Linked DNA regions of Rattus norvegicus: regions 2 and 3 are each linked to region 1. A link is a contact called in public Hi-C data. All regions are on one chromosome and are shown on one strand. The core of a region is the stretch at or near the end of the contact, and the rest is flanking DNA. Distances in the headings are between cores, read along the strand shown. Region 1 has its middle 330 kb from the start of Pvt1. Region 2 overlaps Pvt1 (Pvt1 oncogene). Region 3 has its middle 470 kb from the start of Rgs22l.

Region 1 (3,404 bases), core at 303-2,802:
ACCCCTAGAGCTGTGAAGTTAAATAAATACATAAGTACTTGGAACTGTGCCAGTATACGCTGCAGTGTTAGGGGCAGTTAGGTTTTACAATTTGTATTTTTGGGGACTGGAGAGGTGGCTCAGTGGTTAAGCGCACTGACTGCCAAGGTTGATTCCCAGCAACCACCTGGTGGCTCACAACCATCCATATTGGGATCCGATGCCCTCTTCTGGTGTGTCTGAAGACAGCTGCACTGTACTCATACATAAAATAAATAAGTAACTCTTTTCAAAATATATTTGCATTTCTTCTCTGCTCATCATTCTCACTTACCTAGAATTCGTCATTTCATTGGTATTATCTGGTTCTAGGAGAATATTAGGTCTAGAAGGGCATAGAGAAGGGTAGTAGCTCTACTACCTAACATATAGAAAAGTCCAAATGAACAATTGTTGATTGAAGAAGCAAGTGAATAAATACAGATGTATCTTGGGTAGTGTAAAGTTTAAAGGAATTGGACAAGCCATCATTTATTTGATCAGCATAAGAGTCGTAATTCTTTTTGACATAGTAAATAAAAAAACAAGTAGACGTATGCTTTCTCAAAGTTTCGTTCTTTCCGTACTTCACATAAACGAATCAATCTTTAAGCACTTGAAACAGAGCCAATGTTCACTGGACAAATACCAAGTAATCAGGTATTTGTGTTATCTGGAGTGTTTCCATTCCAGATGGATATCTATATCCATTTGCCATGGGCAGGAGAAATAAGGTTCTATTTTGACTGCTCTCTTTAAAAAAAGATTCTACTTTAATATCTGTCATATATTCGACTAAGAACTATGTCCTTTGTTTGATGAGTATTCAGTCCATACTTGCTGAGTGAATAAACAATTAGCTGCTAGAAACTCTTTAATTCCTTTATTGTAGCAAAAGTCATAGCTATTCTATTATTATAGGGATACTAAAGAAGCTTTACTTATGAGAAAAGTCTAAATCTAAGGTGGCTTTTTCAGTTACTCCTGCAACTGAAGTGTTCCAGGTAAGGACTCAGTAAAATTAAAAGGTTTCTGTTTGCCCAAAGCTATTTACCAGGGTTACTAAGCAAACAGGAGAAATGGAACAAAATGATAAAAACAGAACCTGTGGTTCTTTCCTGTGGGATTTTCTGAGTTCTATCAAGACAAAACCAATAACTGATGAAACTGACCTCTTAGAGAAACAGGAGGGTAACATGCAGCATTGCCAAGATCTCAAAGTCTGTATCCCATGTACTTAGTCATTCCAGTTATCTGTAGTTCTATTCAGTTTTTGTTAAACAGGATTCTTTTGGAATGCTCTGCAGTTAGAGACAAAGGCCAATGGCTTTCCCTGGAATGGAGGGTGGGCTAATGCTGGGAGTATGGAATGGTTTGACCTGACCTTTCTCAGAAATGAGGGCTCATTATGCAACCGAATCCAGTAGCAGCACAAAGGACAAGGAGCATTTGGTTAGTCTCAGGTTATCAGCAGTGGCACCTTTGTGGCCTAGCTCAGAAAAGGACACAAATATTTAAGTAGCTGCTTGGGTTCTCACAACTTGTTCACTAAACAGGCTGACAGCTCATTTGCTTTGAAGTGAATATGACTGTGCCCTATTGAATAGAGGAGGAAACTGCTGTGGAAATGACATTGAAGTTGCTTGAGGTGCTCAGCCAGGAACTGGCAGTGTATAGTTCCCAATTTTAAACTTTGGATGTCACATCCCATATGCTTTCCTTATAGCAAGTCATCTCAGAGATTACAAATATTTAATTCACTGCCATTGTCAAATTTATTAATTTGTTTGGAATCTCTTTTTAGTCTTTGAAACTCAGATAACTTTCAGGTTTGCAGGTTTTCCTGGAAGTCAAGGACCCTTTGGGTTTCAACGACTCACAAACATAGAACACTTAGTATGTATTGGGAACATACTAAGGCTAGTACTTCTCTGTCCCTTGCAGAATTATTACCTTTGGGCTCATATCATTAACCCTTCCATTTAATAGTGACAACTATTAGATTAAGTCTGAAGTTATAAGATTGCCCAGGTAGAAAGTGAATGACATTCTCAAAATCTTGAGGCTGTGAACTACTCACCTTGTGTAACCAGGCAAAATGTCCAGTAGAGAGATTGTGACACCAACCCAGTCATATAACCTCTGACCTACAATTTGTCCTACCTAAAAGATATGCCATGGAAAATGTGATCCAGAAATTGTTGGGGGGTGTGTGTGTGATCAAGCAATGACAAGTCCAGCTTGAGATGCATGCCACAAGAGGGATCCCACCCATGACATTTCTAGGAACCAGAGTCTGGCATCTGGATATCCCAGAGACCTAGGATAGAACAAAGCACACACACACACACACACACACACACACACACACACACAGAGAGAGAGAGAGAGAGAGAGAGAGAGAGAGAGAGAGAGAGAGCCAGCCAATGAAGTGATTCCTAATGATAATTTGCTTTTCTTACAGATTGTTGCCTAGCCTAGCTGTCATTAGAGAGGCTTTATCTAGCAACCGATGGAAACAGATTTAGTAACCAACACGCTTGGGAACTGCAGAAGAGTCAGGGGGCAGAAGGAGGATTGTAGGAGCCAGAGGGGTCAAGAACACAAGAAAACTCAGAATCAACTAACCTGGGCTCATAGAGGCCCACAAAGATTGAACCACTAACCAGGGAGTCTGTATGGGTCTGACTTGGTCCTCTGTAGACACAATCACAGTTGTATAGTTTGGTTGTCTTGTGGGACTCTTAACAGGAGTGAGCAGGGGTTATCTCTGACTCTTTTGTTGTCTTCGTAACTCTTTTCCTGCTACTGGGTTGCCTCATCCAGCCTTAATATGAGGGAAGGTATGTAGTTTTAATGCAATTTGATATGCTTTGTTTGGTTGATATCCATGGGAAGCTTCCCCTTTTCTAAAGAAAAACAGAATGGGGTAAGAGCAGAGGAGCAGTGAGGGAAAGGACCAGAAGAGGAGGAAGCCTCTCTCTAGAAAGGTGATGAGAAGAGAATTAGGATGTAGTGACATTGCAGTCCCTTTCTGAGAACTTGGTGTGTTAGTAGGACAAACATTTTATTCAAGAAAACTTCCTGAGGTCAAGTGACTTGGCCAACCTAATGTAACTAGTAACCGGTATTGGCCTCTCACTCCGTGCTGGAGTTACTATGCAATGTGTTAATCTGCTCTGGAGTGAGTCATGTAGACTTCAGCGACCTTTGAATACCTTGACAGAAATCCATAAGTTCTGATAATATGATGGAGAATGAGAGGAGACAGAATAGTAAGTTGGTTATCTGTTGGGTTGGGAGTATGGAAGATAAAGAGAAGACCTAGGAAAAGGGAAAAAGCAGTCAGGGAAGCTATTCTAGAAGACACCGCTCTCTCCTCATCT
Region 2 (2,983 bases), core at 328-2,827, 140 kb before region 1:
GGCAGGCCTGTTGATAACTTTTCTCTTCTGACAGCTTTCATAGCACCTTCCAATACTCGAGCTATCTACCAGGGAGGACACTTCCAGGTCAGTGCCAACTGGATTTCTTCAACTCCTGGACTGAAGTGTGTGGTGACTTCAGCAATAGACTGTAAGTTATGAAGCAACCACAAGCAATGAAATAGCAGCCTATGTAATTTGGGAGGTCTCTTGGACCCCCTTGATGGTGTTGTTGTTGCAATTGTCGTTTTGAGGAAAGGTCTTGAAGTATAGTATAAGATGACTTCAAATTCAAAACCCTCTCGCTTCTTGAATGTGGAGATTACAAACATGCATCACCTCTTTGAGCTAAAGTGTTTCTTCAACGAGGTCCACATTTATATCAATAGACTGAGCAAAGTTTGTGACTTTTCGTGGTGTGGCTGGGCCTGCTCCACTCAGCTGTAGGCTTTAAGAGAACAGACTGAAGCTTTCTGTGGCAACAGAAAGTAGGAATCCTGACTCCATGCTACCTACAGACTTCAACTGCTTGCTTGTCTGCCTTGCAGATTCTGTCTGGGATTGGGGGCCTCGTGATTATGTAAGCCAATCCCCACCCCCCCACCCCCCCTTTTCCTTCTCCTCTGTCCCACTCTCTCACACAAACACACCTTCTGGGACATATTAAATCCATGGAACAAAGGGATTAACTTGGATGCCAGAAATAATGTGTGCAGAAATGAATATGACTTGATTGCATGTAGAACCCTCCAACTTAAAGCCTTCAGGCTGGGTGTGATCACCCTGAAGTCCAGAAAGCATAGAGAAAAGCTATCTTGCTGGTTCTCTGTGCAGGCAGGCCTCTCTCTCTCTCTCTCTCTCTCTCTCTCTCTTTCTCTCTCTCTCTCTCTCTCTCTCTCTCTCTCTCTCTGTGTGTGTGTGTTCACATGCACATGCATGCATGCACATGAGGTATTTGTGGATCACTTACTACGCTCCAGGCACACCTCTATCCCTTATTCAGTGTTGCCTTTTCCTGACGCCAGGGCCATTTATCTTCTTTCATTGTTTTCTGGCAGTTTGGGATGGGATCCCAGCAGGCTTTTCCTATTCGTTGGATGCCCTGTGGTCCCCACATCAAAGTCTCTCAAAGTCCTGGGCGGGTCAGACATTGACTGTTCCAGCATCTTCCTTCCAGGCCATATGCAGTTCCTTTACCCTGAAGCCTCTTGAAGCCACTTAGTGTCTCCTCATACTGAGTAATCCCATTTATTCAGCATGCACGGCTTCCTTACTGGCAAGCGTTGGTAAAAATAGTTCTGCGGCCCCAAGGGACAGGGTCATTTGAACTTAGTGACTCTAAAAACAGTTGGTGTGAATAATGAAAAGCGCAGGCGCTGTGATGGATTCCTCTCGCCCTCCTTGTTCCTTGTTTGCTTGCTGAAGCAGAGTGTTTAGCCCCTATTTTCCTAGAACTGTGTAGGTGGATTGCTGGGGACAATTGATTTTTTTTTTTTAAAGAGAAGTATTGTTCCTCTGTGTGTGGAAATTATGAAGCAAAGAGTAATATTGAGCAAGAGTCGTCCTGACGACCAGGCCCTGGCTAATAGCGGAGACAGTGTTGCAATGTGTTTGGGCTGTGGCGTGCTACAGATTGAGCTGTTCTATCTGAAATGTTTGGGACACAAGTCTTGAGGACTTCAGGCTTTCTTTTTCAGTGCTATGAATTCATAGAAATGGCTTAGAACCAGGCCTTCGACTTTTACATTTCATATACGCACGGCCTGAAGGTGATTTTACGCTACATTTTCAGTGATTTTTATATGGGATGAAGTTTATGGTGAGGGTTTTCCATTTGTGCTATCATGTTAACCCTCAACACGTTTTATATTTTGGAATATTTTAGGTTTGGGGTGTAGGGTGAGGAATACTGGGCCTTTCTTGAGTGCATCGCTTCTCCCAGAATTGGGCTTTGCTCTGGACCCAGGATAAGCCTTAAGGCCTTGCTGTATGTAGTTGGAGGTTCCACGGACCGTTTCTCTCTTAGACGGTGGTTGCCTAGAATGGAGAAGATCAGCAGCTCTGCAGATGGTAGAGATCCCACTCTTCTTAAAAGTTATTGAATTGATTCTGGTTCAGTTCATGGAATAACCCACGCAAATCTATCTAGAGGAGTTTGATCATGTAGTTCTTAGGACATGGGACTATGGGTATTGAAAAGATACCCAGTTTTTGTCTTCTTGAAAGGGGTATTATATGGGGGCATAAAGGTGGGGGTTGAAAACATTCCTCTTCATTTTCTTTCTCTTATATTGTGAAATAATTTTTATATTTTGTAATGGAATAAAATGTCCTGTGGGTAAATAGTATAGGTGACCAATGCCCTGGGATCTTAGTTGTGACCCAATGTTTATAGGTTGTCCGTAGCAGATTACCACCAACTAGAACTAGGAATGAAGGAAGCATCATCAGCTTGGAAGCCTCATTACGAGATGCTTTGAGATCTAGAATGGAACTATAGATCTTGTAGTTGGAGTTCTAGGCTTAGGAAGCTTGTCTCCTACCGACTGGTCCCCAACCAGTTCAGTGTTGCCAGTGGCTCCTGAGGTTATAACATTTAAACATCTGGAAGGAACAGATAGTTCATCCTCCTTGTTTTTCCCATCTGTAATGTTTCTTAGAGGAGTGTGTGTGTGTGTGTGTGTGTGTGTGTGTGTGTGTGTCTGCGCGCGTGCAAGTGTGTGTGCAAACACACGTCTCTTTTTTCTTATTTGCTGCATAGTGTTTTTCTAGATACCTCTTCCTTTTGATCCGTTTCCCCCTGTAATTTCTGCTTCTGCCTTTAGTCAGGTCATAGAATTTCTCTTTCCCTGATCCTAAACTCTTAAACTACTCTTCTTCTTTCTCTTCCTCCTTCCATCCATCCATGAAGACTGCTGCCCATATAGATGCTGGCATATGGGGCCTAGTCCAAAGGACCTGTCTCCAGGTGCTATGTCCAAGT
Region 3 (3,204 bases), core at 396-2,895, 170 kb after region 1:
ACTCCAAATTCATCATGATAAGAGAAGAATGGTTCTCTATTCTCAGTGTAAATGCTTAAAGACATTCGGGTATTTTTACAGGCCTGTGCAGCAGCGTGCATGTGTCCCATTCCTCATGGTTTGAACCAGTGTGGACCAGTGCAGAGGAAGAAATGAATCTATGCTGTGGAAGTTTAGCAGGAAGAGTCTTTGATTTCTAGTCCGGAGTTTCTGACTCTGACAGAGACATTAGCAAAGAAAGGGATTTAGGGAGAAAGGTTAAGTAACAAAGAGGAAGAAAACACAAGTGTTCAAGGGGAATCTAGGGACTTGAATTCCTGATTACTGGGTCCTAGAATGTGGAGTTGACAGGATTGAAGCCAGGGCTAGGGGTAGAACCATGTGTGATTCTTGAATCTATCCTGAAGAATTTGAAATTTTTATTACTGGTAGAAAATAGGGAGCCACTGATAATTTTAAGTAAGGGACTATAGGGGATGGATAATAATTTTCTGTAGTCATGATATTTAGGTGCAGCAAAAGACAGACTACCAAGACAACAGACAAAAGGAATCTCATATATTCCTGCAAGAAAACCCAGAGAATGCCACATGGGTTCATAGAGTAAAGCCTCTGTTTCACCGTGAATTTGAGAGCAACATGTGTTATTTAAGACTATCTAAAAAAAAAAAAAAGGAAAAGAAAGAAAAGTAGCCAAGATTTCACACAATGCATAGCAATACATTCTACTACATGGTTATTATTTCTGCAATTATTCTGTTTTATTTTAGAATACTTACTGTGAGTAAAGATCATGCTTTAGAAGCTAGATAGAGATGGGAAGGTAAACTTGATGAGGATGTATGTGCTTAGATCAGGAGATAACAAAGACTTTGTTAGTGTTCTGGCAGTGTGATATAAGAATGAAACTAGGCTCGGAAGCAGGCAGAAGACAAAAGACCCGAGAGAGGCTAGGAAGTGCTTAGGTTTGTAGGTCAATAACCACAATAATTATTATTTGGATAAGCTCCTTCTAGAACCCTTGTCCTTAACCTGGCAAACACTAGTCACTAGTAATGAGATGGTTAATCTTCAGATACTGATGCTATCTAAGGCTTCATCTTAAATTACATATTTGGTAACCACCAGGACAGCACATAGTAGGTGATCAAATAAATTCTGATCAACTTGATTTTGTTTTAAAGTATCCTTCTGCTTCCTAGGCCTCTCTTTGTTTGTTTGTTTTATATTTTATTTTATTTTTTGAGACAGGGTTTCTCTACTATTAGCCTTGGCTGGCCTCAAACTCAGAGATTCGCCTGCCTTTGCCTCCCAAACACTGGGATGAAAGGCATGCGCCACCACACCCAACCCTGATCAACTTGGTTTTAACCTGCTTCAGCTAGTTAGTTAAGTCCTAAAGCAGTGGCAACTGTCAGGAGGTGAGCTTTGACTCTTCAGGGGTATAAGAAGGCATCTCAGGTAGGAGATATAGTCTAGGCATGTCCATTTTCAGCCAAGTTGCTAGGTGCTCTTCGGACATGCACAAGTTCACTAGGACCTGTACTTTGTCCTCTGAATGGTGTGCCAAATGCTGTATTCCTCTCTGCTTTGTCATGTATCTATGATCCCTAGTCACACGGTAACTAGTGACCATGCTGTCATCTTATGCAATAGCTCCCAGTGGAGTCCTGGTCAGGGGATAAATGAGGCAATGCATTCCTGAGTTATGACTGGCCTGCTGGGTCTACTTGCAAAACACCTTGCTCATCTACACCATATCCGCCACCTTCTCCCCGGCTTCCTTAACAGGTTTCTCATTTCACCCCATAAAGATCATGTTTCAGGTTTTAGTTTGAAACTTTGACAGCCTCCTCTCAAGAGGTCTTCAGAAACCTGATGAGAGCCACATTAGGTTCCAAAGAGCTGCTCAAAGGCAGGAACAGGAGCAGGGCTTGGGAGGGGTAGGAGAACAAAGGTTCTGAGCACTGGAGGTAGGCACAACAATGGATACTTTGCTTTAGAAGAAAGGATGTGACATCATCATTACCAACTGTTGTAGGTCGGCACAAGACCCTCTTCTCCATTATATTAGTTTCGTGTTCTACCATGGGAATTAAACATTTCCTCTTCAGGTTGCTAGGACAATATATCCGGGTGATGATTCTAAAAGAAGCCCCTATAGGAAGCTTCTATACAAAGACCCTATATTAAGCTCACCCAGAATGCCTCACGCAGAAGCCAAGATAGAGTTATAAATAAGCAAGAGACACTTGGGGAGAAATGTTGGTGTAGGATGAGAAGAAATAGAAGAAGCTCACCACGCTGTGGTGAGAGTGCTGACCCTAGAGAAGGCCATAAGGAAAGCAGGAAGAGTCCACAGAGCCGTAAGCCATAGAACATTATTTTTGGGTCTCTGCCAGGCAGGTGATAAAACTCTGAATAATGACTCTGTTCAGAGTCCAGTTGCAAAGAGACACCTTGGTTTTAATATATATGTAACCCCAAGTTTCTAGGCAGAGGTAGCCTGTGAAAGTGAGGCTCACTCTTGCGTGCTAGAAGGACTCTGATGATAGAACAGCTGGAGGCTATGGGGTTCCTGAGTTCCAGTCCTTAGGTTCTCTGTTGAGGAGACATCTTGATACAAACCTCTTTTTTCCTATCATTTTCTATGACCACGTTATGGAGTTAAAATTTTCTATCATTCACCTTGTTTAGTCTAGGTCTGGTATAATAAAACTCTATAAATATGTCAGCCTAAACTTGAAAATGTATTATTTGCAACTTTTGAAACTTGATCTTCAAGGTTAAGGGGTCTGTAGGATTGGTTTCTTTCTAATGTTTAGATGATGTCTTTCTTTTGTTTTCTTATTGTTTTTTCTCTGGTGTTTGGCATATGAGAATTGGATCAGGACCCAATTAATTTTGCTCAAACTTAATTACCACCTGAACGTCCTCATTTCAAAATAGAGTCTTATTGGGGATTCAGCCTTGGTTTCATGAGTTTGGTGAAAATAGTTAAATTCTCATGTCTTTCATATGTGTTATTAGTAAATCAGTTCCCCTCCCTTCTTTCTCCATGTTATTTATTTATTTATTCATTCATTCATTTAGTTTGTGATATATGTATGTATATATGTATTTATGAATATATATATATGTGAAATATAAATATGTATGCCACACATGTGTGTATATGTGCTGTGAGAAACTGAAGAACCTGGG

The links. A called contact is a pair of places that touch in the nucleus more often than the background predicts.
Region 2: a contact with region 1 is called in a Hi-C map of liver, with 4 times the contacts expected there. The contact joins two enhancer-like sites. A contact is called at or near these places in 2 of 12 Hi-C or Micro-C datasets (both in liver).
Region 3: a Hi-C map of liver shows a contact between it and region 1, with 6 times the contacts expected there. The contact joins two enhancer-like sites. A contact is called at or near these places in 3 of 12 Hi-C or Micro-C datasets (kidney and liver).

The regions. Positions count from the first base shown.
Region 1 is chr7:95,871,724-95,875,127 of GRCr8, forward strand. No RefSeq gene overlaps it. Among named protein-coding and RNA genes, the nearest start is that of Pvt1, 330 kb to the left of the region's middle. Within about 2 kb of position 1,553, at least 3 of the 93 cell types and tissues checked have an H3K27ac peak or open chromatin away from gene starts, as enhancers often do. A contact at or near this core is called in liver, where this site is marked.
Region 2 is chr7:95,734,609-95,737,591 of GRCr8, forward strand. All of the region lies in intron 3 of Pvt1 (Pvt1 oncogene), which reads left to right. Among named protein-coding and RNA genes, the nearest start is that of Pvt1, 190 kb to the left of the region's middle. Within about 2 kb of position 1,578, at least 12 of the 93 cell types and tissues checked have an H3K27ac peak or open chromatin away from gene starts, as enhancers often do. A contact at or near this core is called in liver, where this site is marked.
Region 3 is chr7:96,038,061-96,041,264 of GRCr8, forward strand. No RefSeq gene overlaps it. Among named protein-coding and RNA genes, the nearest start is that of Rgs22l, 470 kb to the right of the region's middle. Within about 2 kb of position 1,646, at least 10 of the 93 cell types and tissues checked have an H3K27ac peak or open chromatin away from gene starts, as enhancers often do. A contact at or near this core is called in liver, where this site is marked.